5 separate regions of the Mus musculus genome follow, and all the other regions are linked to region 1. The links are chromatin contacts, called in public HiChIP or PLAC-seq and promoter capture Hi-C maps. All regions are on one chromosome and are shown on one strand. The core of a region is the stretch at or near the end of the contact, and the rest is flanking DNA. Distances in the headings are between cores, read along the strand shown.

Region 1 (2,676 bases), core at 62-2,561:
AATGAAAAGAAAAATCCCCAAGGGTACTGATTTATAAACAGAAGTAACACTGAAAGTCCCCTGAAATCCCCCAATCACCAATCCTTATAAATTCAGCACTTTGCACATCGCTCCTTTGGGAACCTGTAGTTAAAGTTACAGGGATACCTTCGCTGACTTGTGGCTGGTAAACTCTTCAAATTACACCCAACAGGGTCCTTACTGTTTAGCTCAATGGTTCTCAGCCTTCCTTTAAAGGGTCTCAGCTGCGACCCTTTAATACAAGTTTCTCATGTGGTGGCCCCAAACATAAAATTATTTTCATCAGTATTTTATAACTGTAATCTTGCTACTTATGAATCATAATGTAGAGATCAGATATATATCAAACGTACAAGATAACAGTCGAGCAATCCCAAGTGGGTCGGGACCCACAGGTTGAGAACCAGTGGTATGGGTTTGGTTTAAAAAAAAAATGAATCAGGAGTGCACAAGTTCCTGAGAACTGCTAGGGGTTGTTTGTTTGGGATCCAGTAGGTTTGTCCAGCAAGTGTTTGACGCAGGACCCAGGACCCGAGCGCACTCTGCAGAGGCAGAAGTGCGTGGTAGGCACCTCCTAGGGTGGGTGGGCCCGGCGTGTGTCTAAGTGAGGGAGGAAGGGCTTATGACAAAAAGCCGGTGGTGTGTGGGCTGCAGGATCTGGGAGGAGATTGAAAAATGAGCCCGGGGCTCGATCTGTCAAAGGCTGTAGCCACAGGGCTGACTGTATTTAAGTATCCTTTGTCGCTTACCAGTGAATTAAAGATGTCCCTTTAAAATTAAAACATGAAAAACTGGACCTAGTCAAAAATCGTTGGGGGTTGGGGAAGTACGCTCACTCTATTCAACCGATCATCCCTCACACTCTCTGCTCCCGGGTGTGTTGAAGTCGGGGCGCAGTTGAAACCCTGAAGGCAGAAGTGTGTCACCCAACCCCATCGAGGTGCCCTTGAATGGAAGCGCTGCTGATTCGGGCTCGGGAGCCCCGGAGCCTACGGAGAGGAGCGACCGCGTAGCCCCGAAAGCGGTAACAGCGGGACCCGGTGTGAGCCGGCGCCACCCGGCCACGGAGCGGGGTTTGCGCAGGAAAAGGCGCCACCGCGGCCCCGGCCGCCCCTCCCCAGCCCGGGCTCCCCGCCCGCCCGCCGTCCCGGCCGCGCTGCGCGCCAGGAGCAGCTCCGCGGCGCGAGAGGCGAATGGGAGCGGCGGCCAGGCGGGCTGCAGCTCGGGCGACCGCGGAGGCGGCGGGCAGGGCGCGTGCGCACTGCAGGGGCGCCAGATTTGGCGGGAGGGGGAGTGTCCAAACCTCTTTGTTTGATGGCATCTGTTTACAGAGTTACACTTTAATATCAACCTGTTTCCTCCTCCTCCTTCTCCTCCTTCTCCTCCTCCTCCTCGGTGACCTCCTTCTCCTCCCCTTTCTCCGGAGAAACTTCGCCCCGGCGGTGCGGAGCGCCGCTGCGCAGCCGGGGGAGGACGCAGGCAAGGCGGAGGGCAGCGGGAGGCGGCAACCGGTGCGGTCCCCGGGGCTCTTGGCGGAGCCCCGGCCCGCCTCGCCATGGCCCGGAGACCCCGACACAGGTAATGGGGAGGCTGAGAGGGCGGCCTCGGGCTAGGGCGCGCGGGGATCCAGGCATCCCGGAGCAGGTGGGAATGCCTTCCCTGTTGGTTTGCGGGGCTGTCAGCCAGTGGCAGAAGACACTCGGGAGAAGGATGAATGGAAAACTCTGCGAGAAGCGCACGGGTATAGTGGGAAGCATGCCCTGAGGCTCTTTTTTATTTTATTTCCCTTTTTCTTTCTTTTTTCTTTTTCTTTTTGCAAGTTGCTCGGGGATTCGTTTCTCTTTGGGGGGTGGGGTGGGGGGGGGGCTCGGCACTCTTCAGCCGAGGACTGAACGGTTCCATCAGACCCGAGGAGCCCACCAGGTGTTTGGCTTGATGCCCCGAGTGTCGGCGAGGGAGTCGCAGCCTAATTGCTGCATGCATTGAGGTGTGTTTGCACTTGAAGAGCATATGGCAGATATAGGGAAAGGCCGGGTTGTTTAGTAGCTGCAGGTAGTTCATTTAAATTTCATTCATTCATTATGGAGGCGAGAGAGGTGTCAGCTGACAGGCAGGCAGCTGCAAAGATTTTAGGGGGACAAAATGGGTTTGCAGATTGTTTTAAACCCAGCCGTTTGAAGATTCTTGTACTTGTTATGGAAGAAGCTTTTGCAAACACTGCACGCGCCCGCGTCGCACATGTCACCGCACCGGCCGAGATGATGCGTGCACTCTCTTTCCATTTTGGCCCCACCTTCGGGAAGAGGGATCCTCTCGGAACTGTCAGTTGCTGGCGCTCAAGTCCGGCCCGACTCGGGGTTTCCCGAGGACACGCCGGGGCTCCCAGAGAGCAACAGATGCGGGGCTTAGCTCGGTGGCGGTCGCCACTCGGCGCAAAGTGCTGGAGGCAGGCGGCACCCAAGGCAGCTGCAGTGCACCCCGGGCGATGTCGCCGCTCTTCTCCTGGGCCGCGCACACGTGGAAGCAGCTGAGGTCGCCGCTGCTCCCAGCACTCTGCTCCAGCTGCTTTTGGTGGCCCGCCTCTGGCAAAGCCACCGACCGACCGACCCTAAGGAAGATTCGGGGGGGGGGGGGGGAGTCCGCGGAGACACAGTC
Region 2 (2,676 bases), core at 48-2,547, 960 kb after region 1:
TGTAACTCTTACTCCATGCTCTGGGACAGCATGTACTCTTGACGTGAAGAGAGGCAGAGCACCCAGGAAGCACTTAGGCCAGAATGGCCTGCTGAGACATGACTGGTACCACAAGGAGAGACCAAAGGGAAGGACAGGGAGGACATTGTGTGGGCACAGCGCTCCACTCTTTCCCGAGAACAACAGTGTTTTAACTGAACGGTGATGCATTCATGCAGCAGGACAGCTGGCAGCCAACAAGAAGGACAACAAAGGGTTTTCTATACACCGCGTGGCTCAGAAGATGTCTATGCCTAGCACACAGGGGATGGATGGGTGCTGCCTCTTCCTAAGCTGCGGGGCACAGAATCTGTCTCAGAAAGAGGAGCAGTCCTGGCTGCCGCTATCTTCCTTGTTATCTTCTCAAGCCCAAAGCCCTGGCTTATCACTCCATTTTTGGATCCATTTTGAATTTATTGCAGAACTATACTGATGAATGATATTGGCAGCTCACTATTTAAAAGAATGTAAATCACTTAAGTAGAGATTAAATGCACACAAATCCCAATAAGCTATGAGGAAATAAAGGTAGGTTTGTCAGTAAACACCACCCGATAATCCCTAGCAAATATAAAACATGGAAACATTTCAGCAGCAGCAGTTAGACGAGGAAGTCGATTACAGAGCAGACCCTGGGAAGAAAATCCAAAGAGCTTATGTGCTTCCCTTCTATGGCCTTCCTTTCCACGTGCTCACCATGTCCTGCCCACTGCCTCCCTGCTCTCCCGGGTCAGCCTCAGCTGTAACCTGGTCAAGGTCATGACCAGTGAGAGCTCTTCTCCACGCCTAGCCTGCATTCTATCCTATCCGAGAGAGCTGAGAGGAGCCACGGTGACCTGTGGGCACAGCACTCACTCGGCCTTCCCCTGCAGATGAAGCAAGCATCTTGCCCCCTTGTCCTTGCTTTGCCATCTTAACCTTTGACTCTGATAGACTGGATTTTATGCGGTAGGCATTCTATGTGCTCAGGAGACATCAGCCAGCATTCGTTTGTTCTCCCCACTCCTGGCTTTCCTGACAGGTAATTGAGGGGTAAATTTGTACGTTTCAGGTGTATAACATAATAGCATGCTTATGCACACACTGGAAGACGATTACCACAATTAAGTTAATTATCATCTCCATCGAGGGCCCAGCACTTTTATGTGTGGTGAGAAAGAGGCTATCTCCTAGTGAGTTTCCAGGACAATGTCCTTTCTCTATTGTGAGCTCACTGGACGCCAGGTCCCAGAACTTAGAACTGAGTCTGCTCCTTCTGACAAACATCTCCCCATTTCCCTGTCCCTTGCTTGTTTGTAACAGAGTCTCACACCAGAGCCTTGTGGGACCCTGCATCTGCTCCTATTCTAGAGAACAGAAATGGGCAGGGCTCAGGGACAGGAACACTTAAGGGACACGTAAAGGAAAAGACAAAGATCTGCTTGTCTTCCTCAGTGACTGAGATCACGGGAACTGGTCAGTCCCTTAAATTTTGTCCTACTTTGCTTTCCATTGCTGTGATAAAGGCCATGACCAAAAGCAACTTGGGAAAGAGAGGTTTTACTTAGCTTGCACATCCCAGTCACAGTCACCACCACCCCCCACCCCACCCCCCGCCCCCCCCCCCCAAGGAAGCTAAGACAGAAACCAAGCAGGGCAGCAATCACCCTAGAGGCAGGCGCTGAAGCGGAAGCTTAGACAACACTGCTTCTCAGCTTGCTTTTCTATACAAACTAGGCAAGAATCACCCACTGTGGGCTGGGCCCTCCCACATCAGACTTGCATACAGGCCATGATGGAGGCACTTTCTCAATTAAGGTTTCTCTTCCCAAATGACTTTAGCTTGTGTTGAATTGACAACTAACCAGCAATCTGAAAAAACTAACCAGCAATCTGAAAATGGTGCTGCACTTCGCATTTTTTATAAGAATTTAAAATATTTCACAGAAGAAAAATTAACTAAGTTTGTTACAATTATCACAATGATGCAGATTAGACTTTGGTGTTTAGTAGAATGTGAATGTTTAACCAACCTTAGGAGTTTGGTTATTACTATTTGAAGGCAAATATTAAGAGATTCCATGTATATTTTACTTGTAGTTATAGAAAAGGAAAAGAACAGAGGTTCATTTCATAAAGGAATGTAGAAAACCTATACACCTGTACCACTGACAACTAAGGGAGCCCAGCCAGCCAGGCAGCGGACAGTTCCTGCAAGATGGTTTGTTCTTTCTTGACCCCACCCAGATTGCTTCTAATCTCAAGGATTAGACCTTATCTTAAGCACCCCTGAGCACACACAGCACTTTCTTTGGACCCCTTTGATTCCTAGTTCTCTGTCCTTTGTGTTCAAGAAGTCAGGGTGGCTCTGGAAGGCCTCCTGCTGCGCTCACAGCGGCCATGGCTGTGCAGGGACTCTGTCTCAGTAGTTGTCTTCTCTTTTCCTTTAGGAGGTTCCCAGAGGACACAATTTACAAACTGGGAAAGGATGCTGCTGCCTGGCTAGTCCCAAATTTATAGTGCTTCGGACAATGATGCCATGTGCTATGTTCTATAGAAGAAATCTGTGGATTCATTTAAAGGTTTGCTGTGCTCTATGCAAACTCTTCTTCCCTGCGCCTCCTCCTCTTCTTGTAGAGCAGCCTAGCGTCCAGCTTG
Region 3 (2,676 bases), core at 67-2,566, 870 kb after region 1:
CTTCCTTCCCTTTCTTCTCCGAGACAGGGTTTCTCTGTGTAACAGTCCTGGTTGCCCTGGAACTCACTCTGTAGACCAGGCTGGTCTCAAACTCATAGGCACCCACCTGCAGCCAGCATTGAGTCTTACTATGAACTAAAGTTACATTTAAGTGTGTTAATGATTTAAGTATGGACAAATAGTTCCACAACCAGAATAGATAGCGTAGAGATTGTCCCATGCATGTAGGATCAAGAGGCTTCTAAGTTGACAGACAATTAAATGGAGAAATTAAATGAAACTGTTCTGAGCACACAGTGCTGTCTACCAGGATTGCTGTGTCCTGGTTAGTTTTTAATGTCACCTTGACACTAGCTAGTGTCATCTGAGAGGAGGGAACCTCAACCGAGATCAGGCAAACCCATAGAGCGTTTTTATCTTGAATATCATCTGCAGTCATTTGGACAGTAACCTATGTGATTTACTACAGTTATGTATTTCATTGTACACATGTCAATTTGTCATAAGTTGTTGCTTAGATCTTCCTGATGTGGTTTATATTTTAAGCTTTATGTATCCCCTTATTATGGTCACTCAAAAGGGGTTATCAGCTGGATGTGGTAACTCATGTTTATAACTTCAGAACTTGGGGGGGGGGGGTTGAGGCCAACCTAGGCTACAGTGTTAGTTCTAGACCATGTAGGAGTATATACGCAGACCCTGTCACAAACACTAACAAACAAAAGAGGGATTGAAGCAATCGAAATGATAGAGGTAGAACACTCAGTGTCCACAGGCGGCTCCGGTCTTCCCAGCATTTACAGGGAATTTTTGTTTGTTTGCTTTAACATTTACTGCAATTCCACTGACGATTCACAGAGATTCCTGGGAGGAAACCCTGAGACAAGGCCCAGGGCCTGTCAGGAAACTTGCCTTCCAACTCAGGTGGACAAGAACCAAGGGCTTTGTCTATGAGAAGGTGAACAACTGCCCATAATACAGGAAGGGAGGTCCGACCCTAATCCTGCCTTCCTCTCCCCGAGAAACTGCTGACATTTAAGCCACAGCAGCAGAAGAGGCAAAGATAATTGGACAGTGTGCACCTGCCTGTCTGCTCGTACATTACAGGCGGTGAGTTGAGTTTGAGACGAATCCTTTTGTCAGTCGTGGGAAGCTAAGGATCCCCTCTGGGTAAATTGAGGGGACCCTCTCTGAGCATTGTAGCCCAGCTAGATCAAAATTAGGGGAGCAGAAGCCCTTATACTGGGCAGCCTCAGTGAGGATCGTGTCTACCGGAAAGGGTAGCAAGCTAATTCAGGGAATGAAGATGACCAGACTCAGCCGCTGAAAACGGACTGAACTATCGTCCTAGTAGCTCACTGCCGCCACCTCCTGGAGATGTAGGGACTTAGCCGTGCTGTTCAATTAGGTTTTTTTGTTTTGTTTTCTTTTGTTTTGTTTTTTTTAAAATAAATCCCATTGCCATTCTCATAACTGGCAATTAATATTGACACAAACAATAACATTTATCATTTTAAAATATTATATCTGGTGGCTAAAATACTACATTCTTTTTTATTTCATTTTTTAAAGAAAAATAGTTAACTACCCAGGGTCCCATTCTGCTCCCTCAATGTCTGCAGTTTAATACGATTTTTTGTATAAGATAAATTACAAGGAAAAAAGAGCAATATTTCCGCTTACCAGAAACCAGTTACTATAATGTACACTGCAGGTGTTCTATTTGGTGTTGTTTTTTATTTGTTTTGATAAGTTCTTACTCTGTAGCCCAGAAGGGATGCAAACTCTAGGTACTCCTGTCTCAACCTCCTGAAGGCTGGATTACAGGTCTGTGTCACCATTCCCACAGAAAACAAAATCTGGTTGTCGGCTTTGAGTGTGTGTGTGTGTGTGTGTGTGTGCGCGCGCGTGTGCGCATGCACAAGCAATCCCGTTTCAGTGCTGTGTGCATGCTTATGTTTACACATCCACGCATGTGCATGCATATGCACATAAAGACCCAAAGCTGATGTCAGTATCTTCCTCTACTATTCTCCACTGTTTTTACCGAGGCAATGGTCCAGACTGAACCGGCCGGAGCTTGCGGTTCTAGCCAGGCAGCTTCCTCTAGGCAAGCTCGCGCTTTATCCACTGAGCATCTGCCCAACCCTGGTTTCATTTATTTGTAACAGTGTAGTTCAGACTGGCATCAAACTCACTGTGTGGGCCAAGGATAAGCTCAAACTTTTGATTTTGCAGCCTCCACCATGCCCAGCTGTGTATATATATATATATATATATATATATATATATATATATAACCCATTTATAATGATACTAAGAAATAACAAAGATCTAACAATCTAAGAAAAGGTATGAGCCTTCTATACAGGAAACTAAAGTTCTGTGAGCTGAGAGAGAAATTAAAGAACATTTCACCATGACCGAAGCAACTCGAGGAAGAAAGGGTTTATTTGGCTTATGTTTCCATAGCACTGTTCATCATCAAAGGAGGCCAGGACAGGAACTCAGACAAGGCAGGATCCTGGAGGCGGAAGCTGATGCAGAGGCTGTGGGGGGTGCTGCTCACTGGTTTGCTAGTCATGGTCCGTTCAGCCTGCTGTCTGTAGAATCCAGAACCACCAGCCTAGGGATGGAGTAGGGTAAAAGGGCCAAAGGGTGGGGGGGCACTTTGAC
Region 4 (2,676 bases), core at 58-2,557, 760 kb after region 1:
TGTTTATATTCACAAGTGTACATTTTCTGTAAATACCAAACGCTACTGATTCCCATGCCAAAATACACGAGTATTATGGGATTGCTACCTGTATAAACAATGGCACTGTGAACAGAATACTGTTAGTTTTAATACAAGAGAATGCATTTGTAAATATGGTATAGAGTTTATTAATATACTGTTGTTCGCAGATAAAGGCCTTAACTTTAAACATTTTTCCTCTTTCCAAAACTGCCCAACCTAAATCCTGACAGATGTCTTTCTGAACTGCCTGCCCCTAGTGACCATCTCTGCTTCCCTGCTAAGGTCACAAGCCAAAACTGAGTACCATCTTGAAGGAAACTTTTTTCGAAAACCTCTCATGCATTGGGAACGTAGTTTTTAATCTATGGCACTAAGTTTGGTTTCCTCAGATTAATGAGCAAGATGTAAATCACTTTCCAGCACAGCAATGCTGCACACAGTTTTAACAAGCTGGCTGAGAAGCTCGTGTTTTTGTGACTCCTGTTGTGGAACACGGGGTACATCCACCTCACGGAAGACACAGCAGGTTTCCTGTCACCTAACCATCAGGGAACTCCCTGCCCCCATGCCACACATTTGTCTGATATGGCTACAATACCAAAGTCCCTTTGGTCCGTGGACGGTTGGTGTGCGTTTCTTTGGCGTTGACAGTAACTGAATTATTTACTTTTTTCTATAGTTTCATGTGAACAACTGCCCAGCTGTTTGGCTGAATTTAATCTTATTTAAGTAAAGAAGCTATTTCAGTTTTATCAGAGACTTTAGCTTTCTAGCAGATTAATGTGGTTCATCACAGCTGCAGCCAGCAGACGCAGCTTGGAATTGTTGTCATCTGTCTGCAGATGCTTGGCTGTAAAATCCAGTGTGTACGCATTCTTACCCAGCTGAACTATGCATTGAGCCTTTTCTTCGTGAGCTCTAGCATAATTAATGTTATATGGAAACTGCCAATGCTTCTTTCTCTTTATCTTAAGTAGTGGGAGAGGGGGCATTTCTGCCATGATCAAGCCACTTCTCAAACTGACAGCAACAGCTAGCTCTTACTTCCTAAGTGCAACTAATGTGGGGCTCTCTGTTTCTCCTAATAACGCAAGTGAAACATTAAAAACTTGCTTGGCTTGGAACACGTTCCTACAGAGAGATTGGGGCTTACAGAGTTAAGGTTGTGGAAGGAATTGGAAAGTTGATTATATTTTCACTAGTATAAGCAAGATTGTCAGATGGGACTAAAGAAAGTCTGAAGAATTTGCGAAGTGGGTGGATGGCGCTGACGTCACTGATATGGGTGAGAAGGGAAGTTGTGAACACAGCACTAACTTCTGTTTTCTGAAGCAGCTACGGACTGACATACATCTTCATTGCTATGGTATTCTGAAGCTCTGAACTTAAGCAAGGCCTCACATGAGAATACAGCAGAAAGATTCCTGCTTCAAAACCTCTTATTTTGGATTGTAGCCATCTGTTTTTATGCATATGAGATCAAAACAAGGAGATCAATTGTTCAGGATGACAAAATAGAAACAGTAAAGAAAACATTGTCTTTAGCCAGTGGAGTTTAGGAAATAGATTTGCTTAAGCTACAATTATATTATAATTGAATTAGGATAGGGCATTCTTGGTAGTTCCAGGTTTATAGGGAAAGATTTTCATCTACCAAACATCTAATAGTTAAAACACAAGAATAATAAAAATCAGAAATAGAATGGAGGTAGACGTGCCTGCATGCTTCTACTGTCTGGAAATTTTGTGAGATCCTCATGTGTTGAGAAAAAATTAACTGTGAAAACTCTTTTCTGCCTGCTAATGGCTCTCTTGGAATAATTTAATACAAGTTGTCCAATAAGTCTTGGAGACACGGTCCATGTGTCAATATCGTTTTAACGCTTTTAGTCTTAGTCTGCTAGCCCACCTAGGTCGTGGATCATCAATTGATGACTTTAGAAAGGAAGAATTCAGAGAGCTACTTTCTTAATAATACATAAAGATCTCAGAGACAAAGAGAGAGAGAGAGGAAGAAAGGGAGGGAGGGAGGGAGAGAGAGGGGGAGGGGGAGAGGGAGAGAGAGAGAGAGAGAGCGAGAGAGAGCGAGAGAGGGAGAGGGAGAGAGAGAGAGAGACAGAGAGAGAGAGAGAGAGAGAGAGAGAGAGAGAGAGAGAGAGAGGTGAACATGAATACATCACTATCAGGTCTGATGATCAAAGCCTACTTTTCTTTGCTGCCATCCAATCCGCAGTCAGACCTGATACCTGAAACCCTGACAACCCATACTTCCGGGTTAGGTTAAGTAAAAACTAGTTGTTTCTCCTCTTCCTGCTTTCAGCTTCCCACAAAGGGCCTTGGAGGGCATCTGCAACCCTGCCTTCAAATAGCCCTTCCTGTAAAACATGGAGATGTGTGGCCTTTTGTGTCGAATCACATCTGCTCAGTGGCGTTGACTTGGTTATGAGCTTGTATTCCTCATGCTTTCTTCTTTTAAGACTGTAAAATTGTGTCATCTTGTGTACACATGTAAGTTTGGGGGGGGGGGGAACAAACCTTGTGAGTTTTGCTCAAAAATGTGGCCTAAATATTCATTGGCATGTCTATCCAGATGAACATTTAAAAATAAAGATAATTTCTTTAAAATATCACAGTATAAAAATATCCTGACTT
Region 5 (2,676 bases), core at 113-2,612, 720 kb before region 1:
CCAGTGTGGCCATTGCAATGAACTGAGTTTATCTGTGAAACAGAGAAAGGTCTATTCATTTACAGCCCTATGACATTACTAACATTATGAATGAAAGGAATTTAAACAAATGTATACAGCAAATGTACATAGCAGCAGAACCCTCCCCGCACGCCCCCCCCCCCAATCATAGTTTGGGCTATAAAACAGGCTATCCCTTATTCTTTTGGTAAGGGCACGTGTGCTAGGCAAAATTGAGGCAACTTGAAATAGAGGGTTTGAGATGTTGGGAGTCCATCATTTCTGTCAAAGGTCACTCTGGTCCTTTCCTGTTTACCCCAAAGATAGAGATAGTGGCAGAATGGATTTGAGGAGCCAAAGCTGCTTCTAACAATTGAAGACGAAAATGCAGCAGCCCTTGAGACGGAGGGAAGGTGTGGCAAAGTTGAACCCTTCAAAGATAAGAGCGAGAGAGCTACTTAATTAGCCCAGACTAAATTGCTTCTTATTAACTGCACTCGGGCCAGCTGTCTTTGAAACTGCCTTGTAATCCTGGGCATGGCTTTGATTGAGAAATCTCAGTTCCCATCTTAAACCCATTTGAAGGCATCTCGGCCCAACCCCCTTCTTCCAATGCAACTCCTCTGAGCCCCCCCTTTCCATCAACATCTCCCCTACCCACCCCCCAACAAATATGAATCTCAGCAGGGCCAGCGCTCACCTTGACCACTGACACCAGAAGCTCTGCTTTCACGAAGGGCTCAGTAACAAAACCCGAGGCTTACCCTAGGCAAGCCTCCAAAAGCATTTGAGAGAAGCAGCGTAGAAAACAAAAGCAACAACCACAACCTGGGCTTACCCGTTTCTTAAAAAATTGGAACGCTGAGCATTTCTTGACCGGGAATCCATTCATGTCTTTGTTTACCATCTTCCACAGAAGGGACTTCACAGTTATAGATCCAGGGTGGCACCGGCTTGGTTTACTGCATCTGTATCCCGATCCGCCTTCCTGGAGACGGTGAATGAAGACCGAACGGGATGGAGAGGCTAACGGGGCTCAGTTTTTCACTCGCTCATCCTGCTGCGGCAGCGACTGCAGTAACTCGCCCCACTTTCAGAGGCCACTGGCAATGGCTTTTCTCTTTCCATCATTGCTTTGAAACGTAAGCATCACCACAACAGGACCCCGGGGCCGGATGGCGGGATACAGCAAATCTATCCAGAGATGCTCTGGCGGGCGCTCAGGCGAGAGCAGGGTACCGTCCCCGCCCCCAGCTACCGAGCTGCTCCCGGGCTGAGCGGGGAGCGAGCGACTCGCTCTGCTCCAGGTGATGCGCTGCTGGAGGCTGCTGGAGGAGAGCTGTTTTTGATTGTGTAGGTTCCAGTGGGAGCTGTAGTTAAGCAGCTGGGGGAAGGAGTAAGAAAGAGCTGAAGCCGGAGGGAGGGAAGGAGGAAGGGAGAGAGCCTCCTCAGAAAGGTAAATGGAAAGAGAAAGCAAGGCAGGAAGGAGCAAGGATGCATGCATGCATATGTGAGTAAGATCAGAGGATGGTCAGGAGACACAGAAAACACAGAACAACGGATTCCCTTGGGAGGGTTCTTTGAATTGGTTTTTCTTTGCAACAATGTGGTAACCAGAGTAAAATGCAGACCCAATAATGTAATTCTCAATGAAGTTCTTCAGATTCCGGTTCTGATACCAAGCCCCGGAGGCAGGGGGTGGGGGGCATCAAACGTGTTCCTGCCCTATGAAACCTTGAAAAATAAAATAATGTGCCTACACATGTGTAGCAGTGAATGGTCTCTTACTCTGTAGGGTCCTCGGATGCCCTTCCTTCCGCTGTGACATTAGAAGGAACAACTGGGGAGGTAAGCCCACCCTTTTCAACAGAGAAGCCGGCAGTAAGAGAAAATCAATGAACAGAAACAAAGTGTGCAAAACCAATAGGCAGAACCTTGCCCAGACCTTCACCAAAAATTCGTGCTGAATCCATTCAATGCTAAGGGAGTCACAGGAAGCAAGGACGAGTCTTTTTACATGCCCCAACTTATCCTGAACCTCTGCAAAGTGAATTCATTTAACAAAAACATTTAATTATGCGTAGCTCGTTTCCACTTGTGCTCTTTGATGCTGATATTTTATGAGTTTTGTTTTGTTTTTTAAATAGGATTTATAGCAAAAAGGTTTGGGGTCCCTGTTAGCATGTGGTTTTGATCAGCTACTTCACCTCCGGCTGTACTTTGGTCTATGAGATAGACATACACGATCACTCACTCACTCACTCATTCATTCACTCATTCATTAATTCAGCCACTCAATCACTTGTTTGACATCTCATTCTATTCAAATATAGCATTCAAATCCAAAACCAGTAAGCGTTCACTGGTAGGAAATACACTAGAACTATCCTTAAAAATAATTGTTGATTGAGTGCTTGCATGAAACCATGAGTTTAATCCTCAGGACCACAAAACAAGCAAACAAACAAAAGAAAAAACAAAACAGCGACAGACACTGTGGCAACATGGGATTAGAACCCCTGCAGTTGGGAGGTTAAAGGTAGGAGGATCAGAAATGCAAGCTTATCCTCAGAGTTTGAGGCCAGACTAGAATTCATGGGATCCTAGCCAGAAACAACACCCAAACAGAACAATAACAACAACAAAACCCACATTGTTACACCATTTATATGGGAA

Evidence for each region. Promoter capture Hi-C pulls out the DNA fragments that hold promoters and counts their contacts. HiChIP or PLAC-seq counts read pairs in DNA pulled down with a chosen protein or histone mark.
Region 2: a contact with region 1 is called in a promoter capture Hi-C map of neutrophils, with 4 times the contacts expected there. The contact joins the promoter of 4930405J17Rik here to the promoter of Myb in region 1. A contact is called at or near these places in 5 of 39 promoter capture datasets (the 3T3-L1 cell line, hematopoietic stem and progenitor cells, liver and 1 more).
Region 3: an H3K4me3 HiChIP or PLAC-seq map of bone marrow-derived macrophages shows a contact between it and region 1, with 7 times the contacts expected there. The contact joins the enhancer-like site here to the promoter of Myb in region 1. A contact is called at or near these places in 9 of 39 promoter capture datasets (the 3T3-L1 cell line, cranial neural crest, embryonic stem cells and 5 more), 4 of 115 datasets of contacts at active chromatin or transcription factors (bone marrow-derived macrophages, forebrain and pro-B cells) and 1 of 9 other capture datasets (adipose tissue).
Region 4: a contact with region 1 is called in an H3K4me3 HiChIP or PLAC-seq map of bone marrow-derived macrophages, with 4 times the contacts expected there. The contact joins the enhancer-like site here to the promoter of Myb in region 1. A contact is called at or near these places in 7 of 39 promoter capture datasets (the 3T3-L1 cell line, cranial neural crest, embryonic stem cells and 2 more), 3 of 115 datasets of contacts at active chromatin or transcription factors (bone marrow-derived macrophages, embryonic forebrain and pancreatic cancer cells) and 1 of 9 other capture datasets (liver).
Region 5: a contact with region 1 is called in a promoter capture Hi-C map of embryonic stem cells, with 8 times the contacts expected there. The contact joins the promoter of Sgk1 here to the promoter of Myb in region 1. A contact is called at or near these places in 2 of 39 promoter capture datasets (embryonic stem cells and liver).

Annotation. Positions count from the first base shown.
Region 1 is chr10:21,159,619-21,162,294 of GRCm38.p6, reverse strand. Myb (myeloblastosis oncogene) reads left to right here and starts at 1,311. Exons shown (of 16, transcript NM_001198914.1): 1 at 1,311-1,599. The coding sequence starts at 1,577.
Region 2 is chr10:20,200,475-20,203,150 of GRCm38.p6, reverse strand. 4930405J17Rik (RIKEN cDNA 4930405J17 gene) reads left to right here and starts at 1,297. Exons shown (of 3, transcript NR_045350.1): 1 at 1,297-1,494; 2 at 2,469-2,600. The region is part of intron 1 of Map7 (microtubule-associated protein 7); the gene reads right to left.
Region 3 is chr10:20,289,246-20,291,921 of GRCm38.p6, reverse strand. No RefSeq gene overlaps it. Among named protein-coding and RNA genes, the nearest start is that of Gm48249, 3.9 kb to the right of the region's middle. Within about 2 kb of position 1,316, at least 66 of the 459 cell types and tissues checked have an H3K27ac peak or open chromatin away from gene starts, as enhancers often do. A contact at or near this core is called in adipose tissue, bone marrow-derived macrophages, forebrain and 1 more, where this site is marked.
Region 4 is chr10:20,397,027-20,399,702 of GRCm38.p6, reverse strand. Pde7b (phosphodiesterase 7B) reads left to right here. Exons shown (of 12, transcript NM_001347366.1): 12 at 1-2,651. Among named protein-coding and RNA genes, the nearest start is that of Mtfr2, 51 kb to the right of the region's middle. Within about 2 kb of position 1,307, at least 30 of the 459 cell types and tissues checked have an H3K27ac peak or open chromatin away from gene starts, as enhancers often do. A contact at or near this core is called in bone marrow-derived macrophages, where this site is marked.
Region 5 is chr10:21,880,870-21,883,545 of GRCm38.p6, reverse strand. It overlaps Sgk1 (serum/glucocorticoid regulated kinase 1), which reads right to left and starts at 1,362. Exons shown (of 14, transcript NM_001161845.2): 1 at 839-1,362. The coding sequence starts at 907. It overlaps Gm46215 (a long non-coding RNA gene), which reads left to right and starts at 1,268. Exons shown (of 3, transcript XR_001779732.1): 1 at 1,268-1,353; 2 at 1,796-1,848.